Regions from separate parts of the Hordeum vulgare genome. Here region 1 is linked to region 2. Evidence: chromatin contacts called from public Hi-C data. All regions are on one chromosome and are shown on one strand. Each heading gives the region's core, a stretch centred on a gene start, on an enhancer-like site or on the middle of the called end of the contact. The rest is flanking DNA. Distances are from core to core; before and after follow the strand shown.

Region 1 (4,925 bases), core at 2,334-4,833, 140 kb before region 2:
GTTAAATGGGATCTAAAAGAGCTCCTAGATGATTTTCATTCACGAGCGCTACACTTGTCCAGGCTGAACTATGGGATTATTACCCCGGTTCCCAAGGTGGACGATGCTAGACAAATCCAAAATTTACACCAATTTGTTTGTTGAATGTCAACTTTAATATCATTACAAAAAATTTGGTGAATAGGCTAAGTACTATGGTGAAAAATATTATTTCTCCCACAAAAATAGGTTTTAGCAAGGAAGATATATCATGGAGGGTGTGGTGGTGTTACATGAAACCTTAAATGCTATTCGCCATAAAAAATAAAGTGATATGTTATGCAAGGTGGATTTTGAAAAGACTGAAAATTAAATATTTGCTATAGAAAATGTTGAAGTTGAAAATTTTCCTTGATAAATGGTGTGGTTGGATTATGCTACAACATGAGGGGCGGGATCATGTGGGGGTAAAATTTAATGAGGTGATTGGGCCTTATTTTAAAACACATAAACGGTTGAGATAGGATGATGCTATGTCCCCTTGTAGTTTGATTTGGCTAAAGATGCACTTGCTATAATTATTGAAAATGCTAGAAATTCTGGTTTTGTGAAAGGGATCTTATCTGAATGTGAAATAACGGAGTAAATATGTTACAATATGCCAATGATACAATTTTTCTACCACAAGATGATGAGGAGAGTGCTAGAAATTTGAAATTCATTTGAGTGCATTTGAACAAATGTCTGGTATCACTATTAATTTTCATAAAAGTGATTTTTTTTCTTATTTGGGTTCCATTTTAAAAGCCCCAATGTATCAGGAGATTTTTACTTGTGAACTTGGTAACATACCTCTGAAATATTTATGTTTGCCTTGTTTCAGATGCGAGGCTTAAAACAATTTTTGGAACGTGATGACCGAGAAGATTGAAAAAAGATGTGCATGTTGGCAAGGGAGATTAATTAATATGGTTTGTAGAGTGACTTTGGTTCATTCTTGTCTTAGTATATTTTCTCTATTTTCATGATGTCCTCACTTAGGGTTAGGAAGAAGGTTGGTTTCTTTAGAGCTAGATTAGTCTCACAAAGAAGATGAAGATAAGAAGAAATTTCATCTTGTTAACTACAGAACTTGTTGTCTACCAAAAAGTAAGGGGGTTTGTGAATACTTAGTTTGGATTTAATGAATAAAGTTCTCCTGGCTGAATGGTTTTGGAAAATTTAAACTGAGAGGGTGTGTCAGTGGACATCTTCATTAGTAAATATGTTTAAAACAAGTGTATTTCTAGGAATAAGCCAAAAATGGGAGATTCTCATTGTGTTTCTAGCCTTTTAAAGGTGAAAAATATCTTTTACCAATATGTTAATACGAGGTTGGGTGATGGTAGGAATACTAGGTTCTAGGAAGATTGGTGGTTGGGAAGCAAACCATTGGAACATGCTTACCCTGAATTATAAAACATTAACGTTGATTATAAGATGTATGTGGTTGGGGCCTTTGAAAAAGGTTGGATGAATTTATCTTTTAGAAGAATACTTTATGGGAATTCCTTAGATCTTTGAAATATATAGCTTAAAAGATTGATGTGTGGAGGTAAGAATGTTTAGAGGACAAGATAGACCTAGGTGGATGCTCACCGGCGCTGGGATCTTTTCTGTTAAATCGCTCTACATGCTCTTAATAAAAATTAATATTGGATTTTCACAAAAAAAATGTCCAAAGTGAAAGTCCTGGCTAAGATAAAATTGTTTCTATGATTGGTGATTAGAGAAAGCATTTCAACAAATGATAATTTGCTGAAGAAGGATGGGTTTTCTATTGGCAAGATAAAGTATTAACCACTTATGGTTTGAGCGTTTCGCCGTTAGACTCATTTGGAGCCTGTTGAAGTGTGGATTTGACCTAAGAACTACTCCTTTGAATTTGCAAGATTGTTTTGGCAATTGGCTGAAAACCTTCCCAAAACTTGACAAATTGTTGGTCCTTGTTGTGATTTCGGTAATGTTTTGGCCCATTTGGAAAAGCAGGAATGATATTATTTTTCAGAAAAAAGAATATACATGATACCATGGTTCTAGTGAGACTAATGCGTAACTGGATCATGGATTGGTCCATTTTGTGTGGGGGGGGGGGGGACCTTGGTGGCAAGATTGGTAGGACAAATGCCCACTGAAATCTATCGGGCGACGCAAGGGTGGAGACCAGGGGTGCAAAGACTTGGTGGCTGAAGGCGGTGGCAAGATTAAGCCGGAGGAAATTCTTCTTCTACAGTATATTGAAGTTTCATGTCGGCGTTGCGCCTTTGTTCTCTTTATTTTAGTTATGCGTTGGGTGTTGTTTAAGACCTGCAGTAGTAGCAGCACATAACGCTTGTACCTTTTGGATATCTGTAATAGTCTATGACTATGGTTCTTGGATGTTGGTACCAATACCCTCGTCCTAGTTTATTGGTCCCATTGTATTTTATGCAAAATTTTGATCATTGATCTAACTAACAAAATATGAGTGCATGTTATAAAAAATTATGTTGTTGGATTGGTATTTGAATACAGTTTTCAACGATATTATCTTTTATGAGATGCCTTAATGTTTTGTTAGGTAAATACTTTTTTACGAATATTACTTAAATCTAAGGTCAAAGTCAGGCATAAAATACAGAGAAAATCAATAAACCAGGACGGAGCTAGTAGATATGGTAGTAGCAATATTGGATGTATTCCCTTCGTTTCTAAATATAAGTCTTTTGTAGAGATTTCACTAAGAGACTACATACGAAACAAAGTGGGTGAATTTACACTTTAAATTATGGTTATATACATTCATATGTAGTTCTCTAGTGGAACCTTTAAAAAGACTTATCTTCTATTCTTAAATAGCTAGAACCCACTGTTCAATTTTTCTCTCCATGCAACAATGCCATATCATCAAGTCATGCATGTAGTTACAAGTTACTTTTTTTATTAATCTCTTCATGCAAAACATATCCTTATGCATGAATCGTTTCTAGGTAATTAAGCAAGACAGTTTTATAATGTTTTTTTTTGCATTGCCATTAGTTTTCTAACATTTATCCACATATTTTTTAACAAGCTTTCCGCTGCAACGCATGGGGCACCGTCTAGCATTTAGAAACGGAGGGAGTAGTCCTTAAAAGACATGTTGGTTTCTTTATAAAATGAAATCGAAGAGGGGAGTATGTGTTCAGAGCACGGCCTAAACCAGAGCCGTATGTGTTCATCGCAATTTTTTTTTAAAAGCACAGAAATGTTTCGGACCGTGACCTCCTCCAGCTCCGGTCCACACCCTCTGGCGTTTGTGCTGGGCATGTGAGAGGAGAAGACAGGCACTGAGGCAGGCGGTGCTATGATGACGGCCGAGACACGAGCCAGACCGTACCGTACGGCCGGCATCTAGCTCGCTCGCCCGATGCAGCCCGACGAGATACGGCGATCGAGGGAAAGAAAAGAAGAAGGCTCGCCCAGCGACGCAGGCAGGCAGGCAGGCAGGCCAGAAGAAAGGAAACGGAAGCGTGGGCTCCTGTCTGTGTGTGGTGGGCCCCGCGGTAGCTTCAGGCCCATTCTCCGACCCGAGCAGCAGCAGGGCCACTGACGTCGCGGTAGGTTCAGGACGACACAGGTGTCAACCAGGCCTGCCCGTCCCGCAGGGCTGGCTGGGCCACTGACGCCGCTGGGACGACATCCCCACCCTTTTTTCTCACAAAATCCACCATCCGCATCTCTCGCCTCCATCTCTCTCCTCGCGCGTGCTGCCCACCCGACACGAGCCGAGCCGAGCCAACGGAGCGGAGCGAGCTTCGCGTGGAGGCGTCGGCTCGGGTGCGGGTGCGGCTCACCTCCCTCTCCCTCTTTTGGGACCCACAAGTTTTTTTTACAACTCAAAAAAAAAAAAAGTTTGGTCGTTCGACGCGGGTGTCCGTTTTTCTTCTTTCGGCGGGAGCGGCACGAGTCACGTGAGAGGGTATTTCGTGTGGGCCAGCGCGTGCATGTTTCTCGAATGCTTCTGTGGACTCAGACGACCCCTCTATCAGCACTGGATTAATTACCGTAGAAATCCTCTAACGGCAGTTTTTTTTTTCGCGAGATCCCTAAAATGGCAGTTCTGCTCCCATAAGATCGTAGTACTATCAAAGTGACATTAAAATATTTATTAGACAACATTTTAATATCTTCAGTTTCAATTTTGCCCCAAGGAATTGTAATAAGCTAGCACACACTATAGCTGTTGTAGGCGCTCGAGGTCAGGCTGCTAGGCAGCTTCGCACTGCAGCCCTTCGAGATGATGTTTGTGTTCTGTGGGCCAGCGCTTTTGCTGAGCCCGGTTTAATGTATGGAATCCTAGTGTTTCATTTCAAAAAAAAAAAAAAAATAGTGCTCATCTCGATCACACTCATTCTGAATACTTGTACCATGCGTGATGACACGGCCTCTAAATATACACCCGAGGTTTTCTCCTTATAATTTGCATGGTCTTTCTGGGTTTTTTAAACAAGGAAAAACCCGTCCTGTATCAGTAGGACTGAAGCCACCATCTTTATAAAATATATCGCTACTTCGATCCATTTGATGGATGAGTGTCGATAGTCCGAGCCGAATATCAAACAGACCTCACACTATAGCCTATGCATGGTCTTTCCGTGTTGTCTTCATATACATCCTTCCTTACACCCGGGCGACACGGCGTCACACCCTGGCTGGTGTCGAGTAGGCGAGTAGGTGCGGTTGCGGCATCACATCATCAAAGGAGGGCACGATGGGCATGCGGCATGGCTTCACGAGTAGTGGCACGAGGAGGTATGAAGGAAGCGGATAGGGGAAGGGGGTTAGTCGATGGCAGATATAATGATGGTCGAATACATGGGTAGGTGTGATAGAGGGCGAGACGTGGTCAGCGACGATACATGAGACGACGGCCGACAACGCCAATG
Region 2 (4,513 bases), core at 746-3,245:
GCTCCCTGGACCAAAATAACCATCAGGAAGCCAACACGTGTACCTTATCATTTTCTTAATGCCCATGTGCACTCTTTTCTTCTTCCTCACGACTTTTTCCTAGCAGCAAACTTCATGGATTCAGGCGGCCTCAGCTCCTGCCTCCTATGCCGTTCGCGCGCCTCTTGAGGAACGCTCATGTGTCGTTTACATGGTCACGCTCGTCACCATGGCCGCGCTCTTCGTCATGGCCGCACGTCGTCCTCGATTTTTGCTACAACCAGGCAAGGGGGAGCTGCAACCATGGATATAAGAGCTGGAGCCGTAGTCGAGCGGAGCTGCAACGACGGTGTGGTGGAGTTGCATGGTCACCAGGGTCACCATCTAGTTTTGCTACAACTGGCGTCCAAATTTGTTATAACCGTCCACTAAAAAAGCTGCATCCATGTTCGTCAAAGTTGTAAACCCGAGTTCGTTGGATTTTTTTGCTACAACCGGTGTCGATTTTTGCTACAACCGGTATCAATTTTTGCTACAACCGTTCACTAAAAAAATTGCATCCACGTTTCTCTGAGTTGCACCCCGAGTTCATCAGATTTTTTTTGCTACAACCGGTGTCGATTTTTTCTACAACCAGTATCATTTTTTCCTACAATGGCTATAGCCAACACCTGTAAAAGCTACAGCCGGCACATGTAAAAGCTACAACCGACGTGGAGCGTGGCGCACGCCGCCGTGGGGTTTAGGCCGTGCTGAGAGCACGCAGGCGGCCGGAGGAGTCGACCTTAAGGAGCATCCCGGTGGCCAGCGCGGGCCGCGACACGAAGCGGAGGCTGAAGACAGTGTCCCAGCCGTCGTCGGCGGCGACGAGGAGGAAGACGCAGGACGCTAGAACTGCGGCTTTCCAGGAGGATGACGAGCGATGTGGGCCGGCGAGGTCATCGGTATTGGGGGTGGTCGGGAAGGGGTGGGGTTTCTCTCGCCCGTGCTATTCATGCGGCTCTGGTGCGTCGGCAGGTGAGAAACAGAGACACAGATGGAGAAGTGAGAAACAAGACGAATCGGGGACAGATCTGGCGGCCTTCTAGAGCTGTATCGGCCGGCTTCCGTTGGACCGGTCGAAAGTTTTCGGCCGGCAATCCGGCGCCTATCCTGGCCTTTTGAGAATCAGTTGGAGTGGCGGATTAGGGCTGACCTGGCTATATATCGCTTAAAGCGACCTGAAGTAGCTCTTGCCTCCAGCATTGTCCTCTGATCCCTATTAATGAGCCGCTCCAAACACCTTCCAGCAAGTTAAAATTCGTCTTTCTTCTCTGCTTTTTCATCTGTTTTCTGTTTTCCATTGTTTACATTTTTGAAAAATCCTATATGAGTATGTACCAAAAACGTCAAGTTAGTTAATAATTTCAAAATATTGCTTTCCAAAATGTTAACACAGCGTAAATTAATTGTTAGTTTAGTCGAAAAATGATAGCATTGAAAAATGTCTGTAACATTTAACAAATGTTCATGCATTTCAAAGAAATAAATATGGAATTTCAAACTATATGCAATGTAAATACGAATTCTATAATTAAAAAAAGAGTTCCGTACCATTCGAACAAATGTATGTTACACTTCAAAATATTATTTGTTTCAAAAATATGGAAAGATATTTTTTTCAAATGTTTATATAGATATAAAAAATTGCATAGTTTTATCGGCATGTAAATGAAAAGGTTTTAACACATATTCAATTTTTTCAAATGTAAATCATGTAATAAAAATACTAATGTCTAAAAATGTTTCTAATATAAGGACAAATTCTACAACCTGTGTTAAAAAAGTATCCATGTATTCAAAAAATAAAAAACACAAGATTAAATTGCAAGAAAAATTGAAGAAAAAATGAGAACCAAAGAAAACTTATGAACAACATGAAATCAATAAGAAGAAAAAAAGAATTGATCCATAGAATATTACCAAGATCACTCTTCTCGCCGGCCCGCTAAGGCAAGCCGGAGCAGAGAGCCGGAGGTGGGTGTAAGAAATTAGTACGGTCAAGAAATATCTCCTGCGATAGGGGCTACCACGCGGGCGCCCTTATGTCTCACGGAAAATGCTATTCGCCACGCAGGCTTTTGCACAGAGAAAGGGCGAGCATGGGATGATCTGGGCCCGCTCATTACGGTCGCGGGGAAACCGGTTTTGGAAACCTTCCAGCCGTTTTTTTCGGTTTTGGGAACTTTCTATAAGATTCCCTGAACCGGTTTTTCTTTTTTTCCTTTATTTTTCTTTATTCTTTTCTGTTTCTTTTTTTTCTGGTTCTGTTTCAAAAATGTTTTGGATTTTCAAAAGATGTTCCGGCATTTTCAAAAATGTTCCGGAATTTAAAAAATGTTCCAGAATTTGAAAAAATGTCTCTGGAATTTGAAAACAATGTTCTGGATTTTTTACAAAAATGTTTGCGATTTTCAAAAAGATGTCCTGGAATTTGAGAAAATGTTCCAGAATTTGAACAAATGTTTCGGAAGTTGAGAAAATGTTCCAGGTTTTGAAAAAATGTTTTTTTCCCAAATTTTCTGCTGGTATTTGAAAAAATTTCCCATCTTATAATTATTCATCAGTATTTGCAAAAAATACTCTGGTTTTTGGAATGTTTCTGTTTTTGTTTAAAAAATCGCAAAATTTGAAAATAGGGGCAATTCTTAAAATAACTGAACAATTTTGCAAGTTTGTGAACAAAATTTCAAAACGGGAACATTTTTTGAAAATTTGAAATTCTTTCAAATGAGATGAACAATATTAGAAATTCTAAACTTCTTAAAAATTTCGAACAAAATTTGAAAACTGAAATTTTTTATGGAAAAATGATCAAATTTGAAAAAACTGCATAGTAAACATTATACAAGTTTCTAAACATCTGTTCAATAAAGAAAAAGAAACCAGAAAAGGGAAAAAATGGAAATAAAATAAAAATAAAAGAAACAGAAACGCATAAAAAAATAAAAAAAGAATAGAAAAATAAAATGGTTCGAAAAGGAAGGTTCCCAAAACCAAAGAATACCAGGGTGGAACTTCTTCGCAACACCGGAACTACTAAACGATACGAAAAGTGAAAAACGAGCCGGCCCATGTAGTCGCATGCCTGTCCGTTGCGCCGGCAATTTGCCACAACGGGCGGCAAATAGGACATCTCATGTAATCATTAGTTGAGCAGTACACCTTTTAACGATTACTCCCACCTCCCTAGATTGCAACAAGTGGCATACAACATGCGTGCCATTTGTCGCAACCTGAATTTTTTTTTTTTTGTAGATCCGTATTTTTAAAACGTTTTATCTCCTAAACCGTGCGTTTATATCTTGAACTATTTTCACCATTGGATTTCTCGCGTCGAGATGTTCAAAATTAGATCCCATGTTGATAGGTTTTGATAAACTTTTTTTACGAAAAAAACGGACCATAAAACCGACGTTTTCCCCTTTCCGAGAGGCACGGTCGTGCCTCTCGCGATAGCAAAACCGTGCCTCTTGCGAGAGAAAGAGAGAACAGAAAACGCGTTGTTTTCCTTTTCGAGAGGCACGGCCGTGCCTCTCATCATAACAAAACCGTGCCTTTCGCGAAAGCAAATTCGTGCCTCTTGCGAAAAAAAGAGACCAGAAAGCGCGTTTTTTCCTTTCCGAGAGGCACGACCGTGCCTCTCGTGATAACAAAACCGTGTCTCTCGTGGAAAAAAAAGAGAGCAGAAAACATGTTTTTCCTTTCCGAGAGGCACGGCCATGCCTCTCGCGATAGCAAAACCGTGCCTTTCGGGGAATCAAAATCTTGCCTCACACAAGAAAAAAGAGAGCAGAAAACGCATTTTTTCCTTTCCGAGAGGCACGATTGTGCGGAAAAAACTCGGCAAAAACCACTCTAAAAAGACGAAAACGCGTGCGGAAAAAAATACAAAGAGAACGCTCAAAACGCGACACGTGGCGGTAGATGAGAACGCGTCAAGTAGCGGCGTGCGGGACTGATCGCTGGGAGCCTAAAGGAGTGCTCGCTAACTAGTTGCTCCCCTCACCTCTGGTCAGAGGGAACCCTCTTAGAGCTTGCGTGCCGCGAAATAGGCCGGTCCAGGCGCGCGGGAAACTATAGCCTTGTTTTCTGATTTGTTTTCCTTTCATGTTTTTAGCCTTATTATTTTATTTATTTTATACTACCAATTATTTGAAAATTGTAGACCAATCATATGCAATTTTTCGATTTTGTATAGAGAAAATGCTTATCATGTATTAAAAAATGTATAAAATAAATAATATGTGTCTGAAATAATTTGATCACATGTATATAAAAACCAAGAATTTGAAAATATGTTGAATGTTTGAAACATGTTAAGCAAGCATTTCAAAAATGGTAAATGAGTATACAAGAAATGTTGACCATGTATTAAAGAAGGATGAAATACTTTAGATCATGTATATTTCAATATGAATCTATTGAACAAGTATTTGACAAAGGTTAAATATGTATAGAAAATCTTGACTATGTATTACAAATTATGATTTTA

What was found. Hi-C and Micro-C count contacts between places; a contact is called where the count stands out from the background.
Region 1: a contact with region 2 is called in a Hi-C map of leaf, with 1.7 times the contacts expected there. The contact joins two enhancer-like sites. A contact is called at or near these places in 4 of 6 Hi-C or Micro-C datasets (leaf and seedling).

The regions. Positions count from the first base shown.
Region 1 is chr3H:600,359,114-600,364,038 of MorexV3_pseudomolecules_assembly, reverse strand. No RefSeq gene overlaps it. Among protein-coding and RNA genes, the nearest start is that of LOC123440985, 40 kb to the left of the region's middle. Within about 2 kb of position 3,583, at least 3 of the 3 cell types and tissues checked have open chromatin away from gene starts, as enhancers often do. A contact at or near this core is called in leaf, where this site is marked.
Region 2 is chr3H:600,222,528-600,227,040 of MorexV3_pseudomolecules_assembly, reverse strand. No RefSeq gene overlaps it. Among protein-coding and RNA genes, the nearest start is that of LOC123442197, 18 kb to the right of the region's middle. Within about 2 kb of position 1,995, at least 2 of the 3 cell types and tissues checked have open chromatin away from gene starts, as enhancers often do. A contact at or near this core is called in leaf, where this site is marked.